Regions from separate parts of the Mus musculus genome. Here region 1 is linked to region 2. The links are chromatin contacts, called in public Hi-C maps. All regions are on one chromosome and are shown on one strand. The core of a region is the stretch at or near the end of the contact, and the rest is flanking DNA. Distances in the headings are between cores, read along the strand shown. Region 1 holds the start of Akr1c20 (aldo-keto reductase family 1, member C20). Region 2 holds the start of Akr1c6 (aldo-keto reductase family 1, member C6).

Region 1 (3,075 bases), core at 250-2,749, 89 kb before region 2:
CTTACATAAAAATATATTCAGGAAACTCTTTAAATGGGATTTTTTTTTTCATCATGGAAACTCATTTCTCTTGACAAAGTTAAAGTGAATCATCCTTTATTCTTCAAGTCTCAGTCAACTTTAGGCAAAACTGTATATTTCCTTTTATTCTCCGTTCCCTTTCTGATGTTAAGATCTCCAGGAAGGGTCCATGTCTTTGTCTAGCATGATACTATCCTAAAAGTTAGGACTGACTGTTATAGGCAAGTAGATAAGGTAGATCTCTATGAAACAATAAATTTGGGGCAATAGATGTGAAGTAGATATGAATTGGTAACTTGGAGACTTAGGCCAACTCTGTTAGACAGCAGATTCCTTTCCTAATATTTTCCAGAAGTTAACAAGCTGGAAATCCTTCCAATATATGTCACAACGAAGCCATAAGCACTCAAATGTATTTTGTGAGTTTCAAAAATATCATTAATAGCTTTATGATTCTTTTGTGTATGTTGCAAATTTTCCTTGTTAAAAAGTACTTTGGACACAGCTTTCATATCTTAGTAATGTGATGATTTGCACAACGTATTTTTAAGAACTGCACCTGTGTCACAGGTTATTCTAATGAGATACACAGAAGGAAGATATAGGATGTACTTCACAAATGTGCATGTGTTCAGTTCTCTAATTTTTTCAGCTCTAACACTTGAGGACAGTTTATTTTAATGTTTAATAGAATTTCAATTCTTTGTATATATGTATGAAACAAGTGTTTTATATGATATGTAATTGCTTTAATAAGAAGAATCTTTATAACAAATAACACTACAACAAAGCTAATAAAGAAATAGGTATGAGCCATTCCGTAGCCTGAGATATAATCAGCATAGTTCATTCATTTTTAATAATTTAAAAGAACACATGGTTGCTTCTAATAAGGCTGTATTATAAAAAATTAGTGGTTTGGAATCATCAGTAGCCTCACCCTTCTGTTCTCTTTCTCCCTTGCTTTCTGCTCCCTTTCCTTTCTCTTCTGGTTTCTCTATGATGTCTGAAATGAAACTAGCATTATAGACACAAGATAGGCAAAGTTTTTTATACTGCGCTGCATCCCAGCTTTTTAATTATCTTAAGAATTTCTCATTCTTGAAAAGTTGGGGCTTGAGAGTGATGACTCAGAGATTAAGAATGTTGGCTAGTACTCCAGAGGTCCTGGCTTTAAACATCAACACCCACAGAGCAGCTAATAACTATCAGTATCTCCAGTTTCAGAGGATTGTATGCCCTTTTCTGACCTCCATTATCATCAGTCATGCATGTAATATATGACATAAAACCTACAAACATAAAATAACAAAAAATAAATCACAAAAGTTTAAACCAATTTGTTCCAGTTTCCTCTTCATGTGTGCAAAGCTGCTTTCATTTCTTCTGTCAAACTGCCTTGGTTACTCATTACAAGGACATCTAGGACAAGGCCAAGCATTTATTTATTTTCTGTCCTGTGAAAGAAGCCAGCTCAGTATCTTCTCAGTCAGAGGACTGAGAAGCCATGAATTCCAAGCAGCAGACAGTTCTTCTAAATGATGGTCACTTCATCCCTATACTCGGGTTTGGTACCTCTGCACCTCAAGAGGTAATGATAGCAGTTGTGGTTGAGGGTTAAAACATATAGAGAGTTTGGGTAGGTGCAGTCATTGAATCTGATATGGTTCTTCAGCGCTAACCTGGTTCTCTTTTTAGCAGTCTAGAGTTAGTCCTTTTGCAAGTAAAAGGCAGATGTGACATTAAGCATGATGGACTGATCCAAGAGCCTAGCTCGAGATTATTGCGGGTACCAGTTTTCCCTTCCATTTCTCTCCATCCCAATTAGGAAGAAAGAAAGAAAGAAAGAAAGAAAGAAAGAAAGAAAGAAAGAAAGAAAGAAAGAAAGAAAGAAAGAAAGAAAGAAACAGAGAGAGAGAGAGAGAGAGAAAGAGAGAAAAAGAAAGAAAGAGAGACAGACAGACAGAAAGAGAGAAAGAAAGAAGAAAGGAAGGAAGGAAGGAAGGAAGGAAGGAAGGAAGGAAGGAAGGAAGGAAGGAAGGAAGGAAAGAAATCAAGCTAGCAAGAACACTGCCTGATGAAATTTGATACTGAGTATATTTTTGAAAATACTTCACCTGCTTTAAAACTGTGTTTGTTTGTTTGTTTGTTTGTTTGTTTTTTTCATGTGTTGAGTAGTTTTACCTCAAGTTGACACAAGCTAAAGTCATTTGGAAGGCAGATATATCCATTAAGAGAATAACTACATAATATCAGGTTGCAGGGAATTTTCTAAGTTAATGGAAAGTAAGGGTCTTTTGCTCCAGAACAGTCTATTGTGGGTGGTAACCATCACTGGGCTGGTGGTACTGAGTTCCATAAGAAAGCACACTGAGCAAGCCAAAAAGAGGAAACTGGTAAGCAGCACTTTCCATTACTTTTGCAATAACTCCTTCCTCCAACAGGAGTTTCTTGAGTTTCTGCCTTTACTTCCCTGAGTGATGAAATGTGACATGAGTGTTGTAAGATGAACCCTTTTTTCTATGAATCGCTTTTGGTCATGGTATTTTATCACAAGAATAGAAACTTTTTCAGCATCTAATGTGATGATCATGTAAATTTTTTCCTTGGGTTTATTTACATAGTGGATTATGTTGATGGATTTCCGTATATTGAACCATCACTGCATTCTTGGGATGATGTCTACTTGATCATGATGGTTGAAACATTTGATGTGTTCTTGGATTCGGTGTATGAGAATTTTATTGAGTGTTTTTATATCAATATTCATAAGGGAAAGTAGTTTGAAGTTCTCTTTGTTTTCTTTGTTTGGTTTAGGTATAATCATAATTGTGGCTTCATAGAACAAATTGGGGAGGGTTCCTTGTGTTTCTGTTTTGTGGAATAGATTGAAGAATATTGGCATTAGGTCTTCTATGAACATCCGGTAGAATTCTGCACCAAGTCCATCTGGTCCTGGGCTTTTTTTGGTTGAGAGACTTTTAATGACTGTTGCTCTTTCTTTAGGGATTATGGAACTGTTTAGTTAGTTGACCTGGTCCTGATTTGATTTTC
Region 2 (2,722 bases), core at 187-2,686:
GCTTATTTCATCCTAGATAAAAGCATGTAGACATGAGCCCTACTTTTTGCACAGGCAGTTCATAGAAAACTTCCATCCTTCTGTTATGAAATAAGAAGATGTCAACAATATCATAAAAAGATAACATTATGAAATTAGAAGATGGCTAGGTATCATCAAAAGTTGTTTGTCAAAAGGAACTTGAGGAGATAGTGGTATAGTATAAAGTCTTTTACAACGCCATTTTGCCTGCACAGCAAATATTAAAACTTTCAGCAGGATGTATGTTCAAAAGAAGAGATCTATATCTAGGAAATTAAGAGCATCATACAAAAAAATTACCCACATACATGCCCTCTTTTAAGCTTCAATTTCTTATTTTGTAGGAATTGTGATTGGAATTAAATTACATTTTTTGTCAAGTAGGATAAATTTTAATTAAAAATACAGAACCGCATTAAAGGATAAAAATGTAATGGTACTGTAGTAAGCACATAAGAAAGTTTATTTTATAGTATAAAGTTGAAGGCAAAAAGTGGAATATGTTTCTCCAGGGTTCATTGTCTTCGAGTTTCTATTCCTTTGACAAAACACCATGACCAAAAGCAACTCATAGAGAAAAGGGTTCATTACATCTTACAACAATAATGTCACACTCCATCACTCAGGGAAGTCAAGGCAGAAACGCAAGGAACTCCTGTTGATGGAATCAGCTATTGCAAAGGCAATAGAGGGGTGCTGCTTACCAGTTTCCTCTTTTTGGCTTGCTTGGTGTGCTTTCTTATGGAACTCAGGACCAGCAACCCATTGATGGCATCCCCTATAATGGACTGGGCTCTCCAACATCAATCACTAATTTAGAAAATTCCCTACAACTTGATATTATGGAGGTATTTTCTTAATTGGCATATCCTCTTCTCAAATGACTTTAGCTTGCATCAAGGTGATATAAAACTACCAAGCATATGAACAAGAACAGCACAGTTTTGCAGCAGATAAAGCACTTTTCAAAAATATACTCAGGATCAGTGTTGCTCAGGCAGCGCTCTTAGCTGTATTTCATTTTCTCTCCCTAATTGGGATGGAGAAAAATGAAAGGAAAAACTAGTGCTCACAATAATCTGGAACTAGGCTCTTGGATAAGTCCCTGATGCTGAATGTCATCTGCCTTTTCCTTGCACAAGGAAGAACTCTAGACTGCTAAAACAGAGAATTAGGTTAGCCCTGAAGAATCACATCAGAATTCAATGACTGTGCATACCATATCAACCCACCTACCAAATTCTCTCTTTGTTTCAACTCTCAACCCCAATTGCTATCATTACCTCTTGAGGTGCATAGGTACCAAACCCCAGTATAGGGATGAAGTGACCATCACTTAGACGCACTGTCTGCTGCTTAGAATCCATGGCTTCTCAGCCCACCAACTGAGAAGATACTATTCTGGCTTCTTTCACAGGACAGCAAATAAATGCTTGGCCTTATCCTAGATGTCCTTGTAATGAGTAACCAATGCAGTTTGTTGAAAAAGATGAAAGCAGCTTTGCACACATAAAGAGGAAACTGGAATGAATTCTGTTTTAAATTTCTGTGATTTGTTTATTGTTATTTTATGTTTATAGGTATATTTCTACATCTATATCATGCACTACAAGCATGACTAATGCCCATGGAAGTCAGAAAGTGCATACAATCTTCTGAAACTGGAGATATTGATAGTTCTTAGTTGTATGCTGGTGTTGATGATCAAACCCAGGACCTCTGGAATAGCAGAGAGCACTCTTAACCTCTGAGCCATCTCTCCATCCCCAACTTTCATGGATGAGAAATTCTTAAGATAATTAAAAAGCTGGAATGCAGCTCAGTGGCAAAAACCTTGCCTATCGTGTCTACAATGCTGGGTTCATTCTAAACATCATAAAGAAAACAAAAGAGAAGGGTAGAGGAGCAGAGAGCAAGGGGAGAAAGGAAGGAAGCTACAAATGATTCCAACTATGAAATGCTGCATACCTGTGCTGGTGGTTATAAAGATTCTTGTTATTAAAACAATTACCTATCTTATAAAACACACTTGTTAATATGTATATATAAACAGAGACTATAAATACAACTAAACATTAAAATAAATTATTAACAAGTGTAAGAACAGAAAAAAAAGAGAGCTGAACATATCCATTTGTAAATTACATCTTGTATCTTTCTTCTCTATATCTCATTAGAATACCCAGTGACACAGGCACAATTCTTACAAATATGCAGTGGAAATTGCCTTATTTAAGTGCCCAATCAACTTTTTACCAAAAACAATTTACAACATACACAAAAGAATCATAAAACAATTAATGATATTTTTGAAATTCAGTAAATACATCTGCGTGTTTATGGCTTCATAACTACTTAGGTTTGAATGACTTTGAGCTTGTTAATTTCTGGAAAACATTAGGAGAGGAATCTGCTGTCTCACAGAACAGACCTAAGTCTCTGAATAACCAATCCATTTCTACTGCACAACTATTGAGCCAAGTTTCTTGGTCCATGTAGACCTACCTAATTACATACCAATAGCTGTCAGTCCTACATTTTAAGTTAGAATCATGCTACACAAAGACATGGACCCTCCCTGAAGGTCTTAACGTCAGAAAGGGAATGGAGAATAAAAAGAAAGGTTTGCGTAGGTTGACTGAGAGTTGAAGAATAAAGGATAATTCACTGTAACTTTACTAAGGAAAATGAGTTCCATGGA

The links. Hi-C and Micro-C count contacts between places; a contact is called where the count stands out from the background.
Region 1: a Hi-C map of liver shows a contact between it and region 2, with 2.3 times the contacts expected there. The contact joins the promoter of Akr1c20 here to the promoter of Akr1c6 in region 2. A contact is called at or near these places in 2 of 39 promoter capture datasets (liver and neural stem cells), 2 of 484 Hi-C or Micro-C datasets (both in liver) and 3 of 9 other capture datasets (adipose tissue, liver and pancreatic islet).

The regions. Positions count from the first base shown.
Region 1 is chr13:4,521,768-4,524,842 of GRCm38.p6, reverse strand. It overlaps Akr1c20 (aldo-keto reductase family 1, member C20), which reads left to right and starts at 1,499. Exons shown (of 9, transcript NM_001311132.1): 1 at 1,499-1,612. The coding sequence starts at 1,529.
Region 2 is chr13:4,433,057-4,435,778 of GRCm38.p6, reverse strand. It overlaps Akr1c6 (aldo-keto reductase family 1, member C6), which reads right to left and starts at 1,436. Exons shown (of 9, transcript NM_030611.3): 1 at 1,305-1,436. The coding sequence starts at 1,388.